4 separate regions of the Mus musculus genome follow, and all the other regions are linked to region 2. Evidence: chromatin contacts called from public HiChIP or PLAC-seq data. All regions are on one chromosome and are shown on one strand. Each heading gives the region's core, a stretch centred on a gene start, on an enhancer-like site or on the middle of the called end of the contact. The rest is flanking DNA. Distances are from core to core; before and after follow the strand shown. Region 1 has its middle 22 kb from the start of Aff1. Region 2 has its middle 7.3 kb from the start of Gm30443. Region 3 has its middle 40 kb from the start of Gm25721. Region 4 overlaps Aff1 (AF4/FMR2 family, member 1).

Region 1 (2,700 bases), core at 174-2,673, 370 kb before region 2:
TTTCCTAGCTGTAGATGGTCCCACAGACCCTGGACAGCAATGAAACAGCCAACTCTCTTCCAGGATTTAACCAACATTCCAATTTTCTTAGGTTTCCCTAAGACAACTGTTGCCCCAAAATCAGCAGGAAACAATTAAAGAGCACACTCCATTCCTGCCCCACCAATCACCCCTTTGTAGTTTATTTTATGTATATGAGTGCCCGGCCTGAATGTACAGCTGTGTGCCTGAAGAGGGCATCAGATCCCATTACAGATGGTTGTGAACCACCAATGTGGTTGCTGGGAATTGAACTCAAGACCTCTGAAAGATCGGTTTTCTTTCTTTCTTTTTTTTTTTTTTAAGATTTATTTATTATTATATCTAAGTACACTGTAGTTGTCTTCAGATGCACCAGAAGTGGGTGTCAGATCTCATTATGGATGATTGTGAGCCACCATGTGGTTGCTGGGATTTGAACTCCGGACCTTTGGAAGAGCAGTCGGTGCTCTTAACCACTGAGCCATCTCTCCAGCCCCCAAGATCAGTTTTCTTCTTAACTGTTGAGCCATCTCTCCAGCCCCTATTTCATTTTTAATTAAACAAAAATGGAGGAATGTTGGCAATTCCTCTAGACTCTGCTCATTAGTTACCTAGCAACGGCTTGCCTCTCTGACTACCAGGTTCTAGCCACAAGTTAGGCATAAAAGAAGACTGTTCTTCTAAATCTATGTCTGTCTCTCTCTCTCTCTCTCTCTCTCTCTCTCTCTCTCTCTCTCTCTTTGTTCCCACATATTTCCAGATGTTCTTTTCTTCTCTCTCTCTCTTTCTGTCCTTCTCTGTACCCACCCCCTTACATTTCTCTGGTTCTGCCTGTTTTCCAACTCCCCTTCCACTCCCCCAATAAGCTTCCAGCATGGTGGTCATTCCTTAGAACACCTTGGCCAGGCTGCTAAGGTGCTCTTTCCCACCCTTTTACAAAACACAAGAGTGACCTCCGGGAACACAGAACCAGCCCCAACCCTGGAATGGTTTCCTTCTTCTACTTCTGTTTTCTCTGTAAAGTCAGAGGGAAGTATGACTCCCATACACTGAAAGGGGGTTTCCCCACGGCCTAAGACAGCCAAGGCATGCTCAGACATGTTGCCTCTCTGGAATCAATCTAGTGGCCTCCATGTCCTGTTAACAATTCTCCTACAGACCCTCGATGCCCTACCAACCCTGGGCCCAGGGACCTGGGGTCCCTTCCTCAATGCGATCTCTAGTCTCACAGTTTGCTGCTTCCTTGCCCATGTGACACTCTACCCCACCTGCAGAGCTACTGAGAGGTGGTAGCACTTTTACGAAATGGGACCTAAAGTTGGGAAGGTCCCTGGGTGTGCCCTTAAAGGGGATATTGGATCAAGTCTCCATCTGCCTCTCCCTCACCCCCTCTGTTGGATTTCCAGCCAACATGGGGTGAGTAAGTCTCCTATGTGTACATAATGAACCAACCATGACTGTCATAAGGGTCAAACCACCATGCGGTGAAACCTCTGCGATCAAGAGCTGAAACAAGCTTCTCCTTTGGGGTTTTATCAGTGACAATACAGTAACTGAATAACATTCCCATTTTCTAAAGGGAGTAGAAGAATAACCACTTAGCCTTTGACATTTATTAAATAACATCTGTGAATGTGTGCGCACATGTTGATGTATAGATGTGCACTTGGCACTGGAAATGGAACCCAGTGTAATAATATTTAGTTGAGTAGCATCATAAATTTACCTATGAAGCAAATCTCTAGCCACAGCTTAAAAACATACAATTATTGACTTTGAATATATAAATGGGGGAGGGGTTATTATATTGAACAACTTGAATGACTCTACTCCCAAACCCACACGTTTATCTAGAATGAAATAATATTTGTTTTGCTTGTTTTTCAAGATAAAATTTCCCAGTGTAGCCCTGGCTATCCTGAAACTTATTTTCATAGATTCCCCCTGCCTCTGCCTCCTGGATGCAGTGTTTAAAAGGGTGCATCATCACACCTGGTGGATAAAAATTATCTTGTTTCTGGTAAAAAATAGGATCCTTTCATTTTCAATTTGTAGACTTTCAAGCACAGGGTGTGATCTTAAATATTTACCTATAAGAACCCCAGGAATCCCAGGCCAGCCCAGAACTAGCAGAGAATGGCCTGTGGCTCCTGCTACCACCCCAGGAGAACCACCACACCCAGTTTATACAATGTTAGGAATGAAACTCAGGGCTGTGTGCATTTGAGACAGGCACTCTGCTAACCCAGCTACATTCTAACCATAGCCCCTTTTAAAGGAAAAGAACCCATGTATGCATGACTGTTTGCCTGCGTGAGTGCAGTCTATGGAGGCCGGAGATGGTGCATCCTTTTGGAGTTGGTGTTCCAGGCAGTTATGACCTGGTGTGGGCTCTGGGAACCGAACTCTTGATTCTGAAAGAGCAGCGAGTGTTCTCAACTGCTGAGCCATGTTCCCAGAATCCACTCTTCTGCTGAAGGACTGATCTGTCTTTCACTGAAGGAAGGATGACTTAGGCCAAGACTTCACCCTCCCATCAAGATGTTAGGTTTCACACACACGCTATGGCTGAGTCAGAGATACTGCAAACTATGGGAGGAACAAAGCAGGTGACCATGGTCCCATATCAGACCCAGCACAACACACATGATCTCCTCCTCCTCCCTCCCAAATGGCTCA
Region 2 (2,703 bases), core at 50-2,549:
GTTTCTCTGTGTACCCCAGGCTGCCCTGGAACTCACTCAGTAGACCAGGCTGTCCTGGAACTCAGAAATCTGCCTGCCAAGTGCTGGGATTAAAAGTCCTTTAAGTGTGCAAGCCATAGCTGGGCAGTGGTGGCGCATGCCTTTAATCCCAGCAGTTGGGAGGCAGAGGCAGGCAGATTTCTGAGTTTGAGGCCAACCTGCTCTACAGAGTGAGTTCCAGGACAGCCAGGGCTCTACAGAGAAACCCTGTCACAATTAACTAAATTTCAGATCTAGATTTCACTAGGTTTGTTGTTGTTTTTGTCTTTGTTTTTCGCCACTCCCCCCACCCCCCAGCAATACCTTTTTTTTTTTTTTTTTTTCTATCCTAAGACCCAAGCTGGAACATGGCATTATGGTAAGTTGTCCTGTCCATTGGTCTGTCCTGGTTCCTAGCTTGTCTGTGAGGCACTGAGCTGGATAGGTCTTTTGTAGAAAAGTCCTCTGAACTGGGGATACCTGATCTTTTTGTGATTAGAACGTTCTAGAAAGAAGCACCTTCCCTCACAGCCTCTCAGGTATACGGGCATCCAACAAGCTCGTGTTGATGATGTGAGTCTCCCCTGTTGCTTGCCAGATTTCTTCTTAGTGAAGTCTCAATGCTTCTGGTTACATTCTCTGGAAACAGGCCACTGAAGCAGGAGGGGGCCTGCGGGGGGAATTAACCTCCACCTTCCTGGAAGACCAAGAATTTACCAAGTGGAATTCACTCTGCCTTTCCCTACCTATTCACTTATAACACTATGAGCTCACAGGTAATTATTTAAATACCGGCTGATAACCTACTGAATTGCTGTCTCTGTTACCACCCTAATTAGCCCAGCCTTAGCCACTGCAAGCCCTCTCAGGTGGACTTCTGTGCTCCTCTGTTGTGCTCCTGTCCCTTTGACTAAGCTTTTTGATACTACAGGAAGCACTGGGTTCATATTACATCCATCCTGCTCCAATTCTGAGAAGTTTCTTTGAGGAAACCGCATTTCCTTTAATTGGGCGGTGGCATTCCAATGTGTTATCATAATGGATTCCAGTCCCGGAAGATTTGGGCCGGAGGAGTTCACTTCGTTTCCAAAACGGTGATCAATGGTATGACCCGGTCTAGGGAGCCCACGGTGCACTTCCTTGCTGGGGATATTTACGAAGCTGCCTCAGGGGCAGGTATGTGAATCATGGGGTTAAAGAATGGTACTCAGATGATGTCATTGTGGACACTTTCAGTACAGTGAGCGGGCATGCTCAAATTTGCATTAGATGACGTTTCTGGGTCTTACACATCTTGACGTTTCTGCCCTGGGACTCATGGATTCCCAGAACAGTGCACATACAGTTTGTTAGAACTCAGGTAAACAAAAGAAAAAGTGATACATTTGCATTTGAAGAGGTTTTGTGGTTAACTTAAAAACTACCACCTGTAGACATTTCCTCTAGGCTCTGCCCCATAGTTACCTGGTAACAGCCAGGTATGCCTGACTCACCATAAAAGGGGCTGCTTGCCCACCCCCTCTCTTGCTCTTCTCCTCTTGCTTTTGATCCCGTACCCTCTTCCTCCTCTTTCCCCTTTCCTCTCCCCACTTTCTCTCCATGTGCTCATGGCCGGTTTCTACTCCCCTCCCCTCCCAACTTCCCTCCTCTTCCTCTTCCTCCTCCCCCCCTCCTCCTCCCTTCCTCCCTCTCTCTATTTCTCTCTCTCTCTGCCTTTTTCTGTCTCTACTCTCTCAATTCCCCCCCCCCCCTGCCCTAAATAAACTATTCTATTCTATACCATGGCCTGTCCCTCAGCAGAAAGGGATGCTTCTACATGGCCTGAAGAGACACACCCCTCCCCCCACACCATACCTCGCCTCCACCAAACACATCCCTGGCTTCCTTTCTTTTTCTAAAACACACCACCACCCCCTTGATTGGTAATGATAGTGTGATCCCTAAAATACCCCAGTAACTCCTGACTGTATCTGAAACAAGCATGGCGTACACAGTCGAAGTCACTGGGAAGAGCAGAAAGATATCTCACTGTTTGTGCGTTCTGGCGAGGTAGGTAACGAAGGCAATATTATTCAGCGGGAAAGTGGAGTAATAATGAATGCAGAGCCTTGGGAGCTGTATGGTATCAGACTCCTGCTTCCAGGCTGCGGGATCGAATCGGGCCTCCCTGGAACAGGGAGAGAGCAGGGAGGTTAGTTTCCACGATCTCTAGTTAGAGAGAACGTGAGGCTGAGTCTGTGGGTGTGGAGTCCACAGAGGTGGGAAAACCAAACAGCAGGACCATGAGAAGGGAGCAATACTTTGGTAAAATATATTTATTTAGCAACTCTTGGCTCCCACTGCTCAAACACTCGATTTTAAAGAAACATCCACAGCCAGGCCACAAAGTAGCCAAGAACAAGGAAGAGTGAAGGTATGCTCAGAGTAATTGGGGAAGCTCGGGGTGGGAGAGATTGAGCCCGAGAGTGAGTTATCCCAGAACAGATGGAGGCGGCCACGTTAGCTTTGCACTAAACTGTACTGTAGCTTTGAATCTATTTTCGTGATAAACTACTCATAACAAAGCTTACCACGTTAACCATGTTTATGTATGCAGTTCGGCGGCATTCCACCCTATACTGTTGTGTGACCCTTGTTGCTTGCTGTTTCCAGAACAGTCTTCTTCCTGTGGTGAAACTAAACCCT
Region 3 (2,824 bases), core at 235-2,734, 330 kb before region 2:
TCCAGGGCAGAACCCTGGTGTTAAGCCGTTGCTATAAGCAGTGGTGCTGAACCTTGTTCCAGAAATAGAAGCAGCAACAGCTCCTGGTTACAAATGCAAATTCTGCACCAGCATTCGCAGACAGACCAGAAACAGTGACTGTGGCACTAATGGGGACATCTGTGGCTCTGAAGTATGTAACACCTAAATGACTGCATCAACACACACACACCCAACTTATCTCCCAGGCTGTAGGCAATGGTATGGGGAGGAGGACTTTACAAGGCATGAATTCTTGAAACCCACAAATACAGCTTCCATAAATTCTCGAAAGGGTTTTTTTCTAAATTAAAGAAGGCAGTTTATAGTCGGGCAGTGGTGGTGCACGCCTTTAATCCCAGCACTTGGGAGGCAGAGGCGGGCGGATTTCTGAGTTCGAGGCCAGCCTGGTCTATGGAGTGAGTTCCAGAACAGCCAGGGCTACACAGAGAAACCCTGTCTCAAAAAAACAAAAGAAAAAAAAAAAAAAAGGCAGTTTGTAAGGTGCAGAGGCCAGAGGATACCTTTGGGAGTGGTCCCTCAGGAGTCATCCACCTTGTTTTCGAGACTAGGTCTCTTACTTGATAAGTAGGTAGGCAGGAAGCCTGTCTCTACTCCACAACTCCAGGAAAGTGGCCTCATCTTTTACAATACTATATACTCAGCCCTTTTTGTTTGATTTATTATTTGTGTGGTTTTCATAAGACAGGATCTCACTATATAGTCCAGGCTGGCTTTGAACTCACAAGGACTCATCTGCCTATGGCTCTCAAGTCCTGAGATTAAAGATCTGTACCACAATGCCTAGCAGTATAATAATAAATAATAATAATAATAATAATAAAAGTCTTAACAAGTAACTTGGTAAGGCTACCCTTAAACTTGTCTCTCTTTTTTTGAGATCCAATTAGTTTTTATTTTATGTGTGTATTTGCTTTGCATGCGTGTGTCTGTGCAGGTGTCCTTGCCATGTCCTCGGAGGCCAGAAAAGGGTTTTGGATCCCCTGAAACTGCATTGTAAGCAACCACGTGGGAGCTAGTAATTGAACCTGGGTCATTTGTGAGATCAGTCAGTGCTCATAACCACTAAACCATCTCTCCAGCTCTTACCTTTGAACTTGTGATCCTCCTGTCTCTGTTTTCTGAACATCTGGAGTTACAAATCTGTACTACTGGTCTAGCTAAGATCCTCGGTACAGATCAATACAACTTGTCTGTTAAATGGGTTGACTTAATGTTTTCCATGTGCATAGTATATATTGTGGACATATAAATATATATCTGGGATGCTAGAAGAAAATGCTTACACCATAGTTGTGATGAGAATTACTTAGCCAAGGAGAAATACTATTTATATTTTAAGTCAAGCTGTAATTCTTGAAAAACAGGAAACCACATATCAACATAGCCAACAGAGTGTACCATGCTAGAAAGTGCACCAGGCTTTGAGTCAGAGGAGAGTTATTCAACTTCAGCCCAATTTCCTGACTTTAAAGGGGAAAACGAACTCAACTGAGAGCTACAATTAGGTGTGCGCGGTAGGTCACGGGAAGTAAGCACAGACATGCTCCCTGGGAGTGTACCTGATTGTTCTTGGAGGATCAGGGTTTTACCCCAATGTCATGCTTAGATCACTGTCTGGCACACAGAAGATGCTTTCTATTCAAGAAGTATCAGGAGTGAACAAGGTATTTCATAATGTTAGCTCCCTTCAGGCTCTGCTTGTCACAAAGCTCTTTCAGTAGGAAAAAGTCACTCTATCAAAAAAAAAAAAAAAACACTTAGTCATATTTAAAATGGGCCAGTTAATTTCAGAACATCAGCTGACTTTCTTCCCTGGAGAATACTACTAAAGGAGAGCTGTCCTGAAGCCTGAGAAAGAGGAGCTCCTATTAGCAACCCTGGCCATAGTCAATTCTGCAATGATACAACGTAAACACAATGAGTTGAGGGGATGGGGGGTAGGGGCTGCAGGGGCTGCAGAGGGTTGGGGAGGGTTGCCGGGAGGGCTTCAGGGACTACAGGGAGGGCTGCAGGGGCTGCAGGGGGGTCGGGGGGCTGCAGAGGGCTGCGGGGAGGGCTGCAGGGGCTGTGGGGTGCTGCAGAGGGCTGCAGGCACAGCTCAGCTTTGTGATAGAGTTCTTACCTAGCATGCACCAGGTCCATGGTTCACTTGCCAGACATGGTAGCCCAGGGCTGTACTTGGGGTTAAAGGCTGATAATCAGAAATCCAATGTCATCCTCGCCTACGTACAGAGTTTGTGGCCAGCTACACGAAACCCGATCTTAAAAAATGGGAGTGAGGATGGGGGTGGAGATGGCTTAGTGGGTAAGGTGGATTAATGAACAAGGATGAAGACCAACTTTCAAATCCCTCGAACTCAAGAAAAGCCAAGCGTGGACTCAGCGGTGCTGTGATCCCAGCCCTGTGAGGGATACAGACAAAAGGGCTGCTCGAGCCTGTCAGACGCCAGCCTAGCTCCAGAGTCAGGGGTAGACCCTGGCCTCCAGGGAATAAGGCAGGGAGTAGTAGAATAGGACACTTGATATCCTCTTCTGGCCTGTATATGAACACATGCAGGTGCTCACACTCACATCTATACATGCATATATACCACATATATGCACACACAGATAGTCATTAATAAAACAAAAAGCCATTCCGGGCCAGCCAGGGTTACACAGTAAGATCCTGTTCTTAGGGCTGTCGAGATGGCTCAGTGGTTAAGAGCACTGGCTGTTCTTTTTAGAGGTATGGAGTTTAATCCCCAACAACCACATGGCAGCTCCCGCTTGGAGGAGGAGG
Region 4 (2,893 bases), core at 70-2,569, 410 kb before region 2:
ATTCTGTCTCTGTGATGGGTTGCCCCATAATATTTCTCTACCTGCTGCAAACTTTAGAGACATTACAAAGAACACCCCCTCCCTTGAAGATTAAAAACCTGCCATCTTGAACTAAGCGGTCTTGGCACATGCCTTTGATTCCATCAGAGGCAGGTGGATCTCTGAGTTCCAGAGGCCAGCCTTGTCTAAGGAGTTCCAGGACAGCAAGGGACACACAGTGAAACCCTATCTCAATAACAACAAAAAGAAGGAAGGAAGGAAGGAAGGAAGGAAGGAAGGAAGGAAGAAAGGAAGGAAGGAAAATCTGCCCCTGCCCTCCTAACACTCCCTTTCTCCATCAAAATGACATTGTTCATTCACTTAGGGGTGGACAGCACCGTTGGCTTCCCAGGAACAACCAGAACCCTGGCGCCACGTGACTATATCATTCTCCGCACTACTCAATTGCGCATGAAGGGCACAGTATCACAGGCCTAGAAGACAATGAGGCTGGCTAAACTTGGCCTCCTTACAGTCATGAGCTGAAAAAAGAGTCTGGCCTGTGGTCACAGCTAAGACAGAAGAATGTAGGCACGCGACCTTTGGGTCTATTATTTTTAAACACTTACTGCATTTAGTTCATCGCTTTTCATCTCTGGAGAAGCAAGTTAATAACGCTGGAACGCTGAACCCGATATGCAAGTGAGGTACTGTATGTACTTCGGCACTGGGGTGTAGAGCCAACCAGCTGCTCTCCTGGGCTCTCCACCTCCGAAGAGCTGCCTCCCAGATCTTTTAAACTCCTAAATCTGATCTTATTCATCACCCCCACACCCACCCACCCAGGCCCAAGCCTCCTACAGGGTTTGCAGCTGCAGAGGGAGGGCGGTGGCAGCAAACATGACCTCCTGTGAGAATCTGAGCACCCAGTCTCCCGGATCCTCACGTCACCTCTCCAAGCAGTGCTCAAGAGCCAGGAGGCAGGAGAGCTCAAGTCTAAGCTCTCTCCATTGTCATTATCAGGCTACATTCCCGTTGTGTGGACAGCTATCTAATCTAGACAGACTCTAGACGTGCCTAGGGTTGTCTTCTTATCCTAGAAGCTCTTGGAGGACACAGATCCCTCCTGAGGGAGCCATTCCTAGCACTGTGCTCACCCAAGTGCCACTTACCCCATCAGATCTGACTGAAGTGATTATATGCAGACACCCGTCAGCCACTAAGAATTCTGTAGAATTCTGCCGCTCTGGAAGATGACAAACCGTGATTCACTGTCTGATACCTAAAATGGATCTTGCCAGCAGATCGTTCTGCCCATGAAATGACTCAAAGCCTCAAGGATGCTGACATCATCCCTTCCCAGAGGCTCCAGGAGAGCCGCTGAGTAACTAACTCCATGTGCTCAGGGAACACTGGGAGGAAGTTAGCAGCTTACTTTACCACAACCGTGAATTCATCATAAAACTGTGCTGGACAGAGAGGGGAAGGGGGAAAAGATGTTTGGGTAAGATATGATAGCAAATATATACTTATTTTTAAATCAACAGACTGGGGATAATGTTTATGTGTTATGCTGGGGTAGAGAGAGTGATCTGCACAAAAGGACACTTGTCAGACATGAGGACCCTGGGAAGTCACATGTCGGTTGGAGGAGAGATCCCTGTGACCTCTCCTCAGACCTCCATTTGGTGCTGTGGCATGTGGCATGTGTAGACCTACACACTATACATGATGGATAGATAGATGGATGGATGGACGGACAGCAAACTGATAGAAAGACAGATGAATGTTATGTTTAGGGCTAAATGGACACTGGGCCTGGGCCTGGGCCTGGGGCTGTCTCTCTTCTTTCTCACTGCTATCTCACGGTCTAGAACTGCATGTGGCTCACCTCACAAGAGGCTCTCTAGCTCTGCACCATGCTTCATCTCTTTCAGTTACTATCCAAAGATAACTTATCCACGGTCACCTTATCTACTCGGGGATCCTGTAATTCTCAATCCAGCTCTAACTCCCTAGGCTACCCAGACACCGGGGAGGGCAAACTGCCACAAACCTGCTCTGTGCTTGGTTGAAAATGAGTTCGCTTCCATGAACACAACACATCTATTTTGAAAAGATGCACTTTCACGACATAATTTTGATAAAACAGGCAGTAGTAAACCATTCTTGTACTGTTTAATGCATCGGCTGATATTCAAGTACCAAACAGGAAAAAAGAAAACAAACAAACAAACAAACAAACAAATGTATTCCCAAATTCATTCAAATGATTCAAAATCATTCAACTCTGAACTAGATAGTGACTGGGTGACCAGATGAACATTTTTCCTCACAAGACATCATTCAGAAGCAAGTTAGTGTTATTGTTGTTTTAAAAATAGCTCTATAGTCCATAAGAAAAATTAAACATGCTAAACATTAAGCGGGGGTATTTTTTGGTTTTGTTTTGTTTTGTTTTTGAGACACGGTCACTTGATACAGTCCATCCTGGCCTTGAACTCCTTATATACACCAGGCTGGCCTTGAACTCACAGAGCTCTGATTGCCTCTGGGATACTGCCAAGCCTAAGTATTTTTAAAACTATCACTTGATAGTTAGTTCCAGATAACTACAAACATTAACAGCAAGCAGAAGGCAGTCCCTCCTGTACATCAGCACTGAACACACAGGAATTGGCAATCCAAAGGAAGAGTCCCTCCCAAAAAATGAACTTCCAGCACACATTCCAGAAAACCCATTGCATCTCGTCCAATAAGGAGACTGTGTGAAGTGAAGCCAGCTTACTAGCACAGCCTCAGCTGGGACAAAGGCTCAGCCCTGAGGCTTTGCTACCCAGCAGCAGGAAGCAACAGGAAAGACTGGCTCTTGGAAAATGAAAGGAAAAGCAGGGTCTGTGTATCGATAACAGTG

What was found. HiChIP or PLAC-seq counts read pairs in DNA pulled down with a chosen protein or histone mark.
Region 1: a FOXA1 HiChIP or PLAC-seq map of pancreatic cancer cells shows a contact between it and region 2. The contact joins two enhancer-like sites. A contact is called at or near these places in 2 of 484 Hi-C or Micro-C datasets (cerebral cortex and cortical neurons) and 5 of 115 datasets of contacts at active chromatin or transcription factors (bone marrow-derived dendritic cells, differentiating embryonic stem cells, embryonic hindbrain and 2 more).
Region 3: a contact with region 2 is called in a FOXA1 HiChIP or PLAC-seq map of pancreatic cancer cells. The contact joins two enhancer-like sites. A contact is called at or near these places in 2 of 39 promoter capture datasets (cranial neural crest and second pharyngeal arch cranial neural crest) and 8 of 115 datasets of contacts at active chromatin or transcription factors (bone marrow-derived macrophages, effector CD8 T cells, embryonic basal ganglia and 5 more).
Region 4: an HNF4G HiChIP or PLAC-seq map of pancreatic cancer cells shows a contact between it and region 2. The contact joins two enhancer-like sites. A contact is called at or near these places in 2 of 484 Hi-C or Micro-C datasets (CD4 T cells and nephron progenitors), 9 of 115 datasets of contacts at active chromatin or transcription factors (differentiating embryonic stem cells, embryonic basal ganglia, embryonic limb bud and 6 more) and 1 of 9 other capture datasets (embryonic stem cells).

What each region holds. Positions count from the first base shown.
Region 1 is chr5:103,731,189-103,733,888 of GRCm38.p6, reverse strand. It overlaps a transcript of Aff1 not described here. Among named protein-coding and RNA genes, the nearest start is that of Aff1, 22 kb to the left of the region's middle. Within about 2 kb of position 1,423, at least 61 of the 459 cell types and tissues checked have an H3K27ac peak or open chromatin away from gene starts, as enhancers often do. A contact at or near this core is called in pancreatic cancer cells, where this site is marked.
Region 2 is chr5:103,365,882-103,368,584 of GRCm38.p6, reverse strand. No RefSeq gene overlaps it. Among named protein-coding and RNA genes, the nearest start is that of Gm30443, 7.3 kb to the right of the region's middle. Within about 2 kb of position 1,299, at least 53 of the 459 cell types and tissues checked have an H3K27ac peak or open chromatin away from gene starts, as enhancers often do. A contact at or near this core is called in pancreatic cancer cells, where this site is marked.
Region 3 is chr5:103,697,016-103,699,839 of GRCm38.p6, reverse strand. It overlaps a transcript of Aff1 not described here. Among named protein-coding and RNA genes, the nearest start is that of Gm25721, 40 kb to the right of the region's middle. Within about 2 kb of position 1,484, at least 67 of the 459 cell types and tissues checked have an H3K27ac peak or open chromatin away from gene starts, as enhancers often do. A contact at or near this core is called in pancreatic cancer cells, where this site is marked.
Region 4 is chr5:103,773,302-103,776,194 of GRCm38.p6, reverse strand. All of the region lies in intron 1 of Aff1 (AF4/FMR2 family, member 1), which reads right to left. Among named protein-coding and RNA genes, the nearest start is that of Aff1, 21 kb to the right of the region's middle. Within about 2 kb of position 1,319, at least 209 of the 459 cell types and tissues checked have an H3K27ac peak or open chromatin away from gene starts, as enhancers often do. A contact at or near this core is called in pancreatic cancer cells, where this site is marked.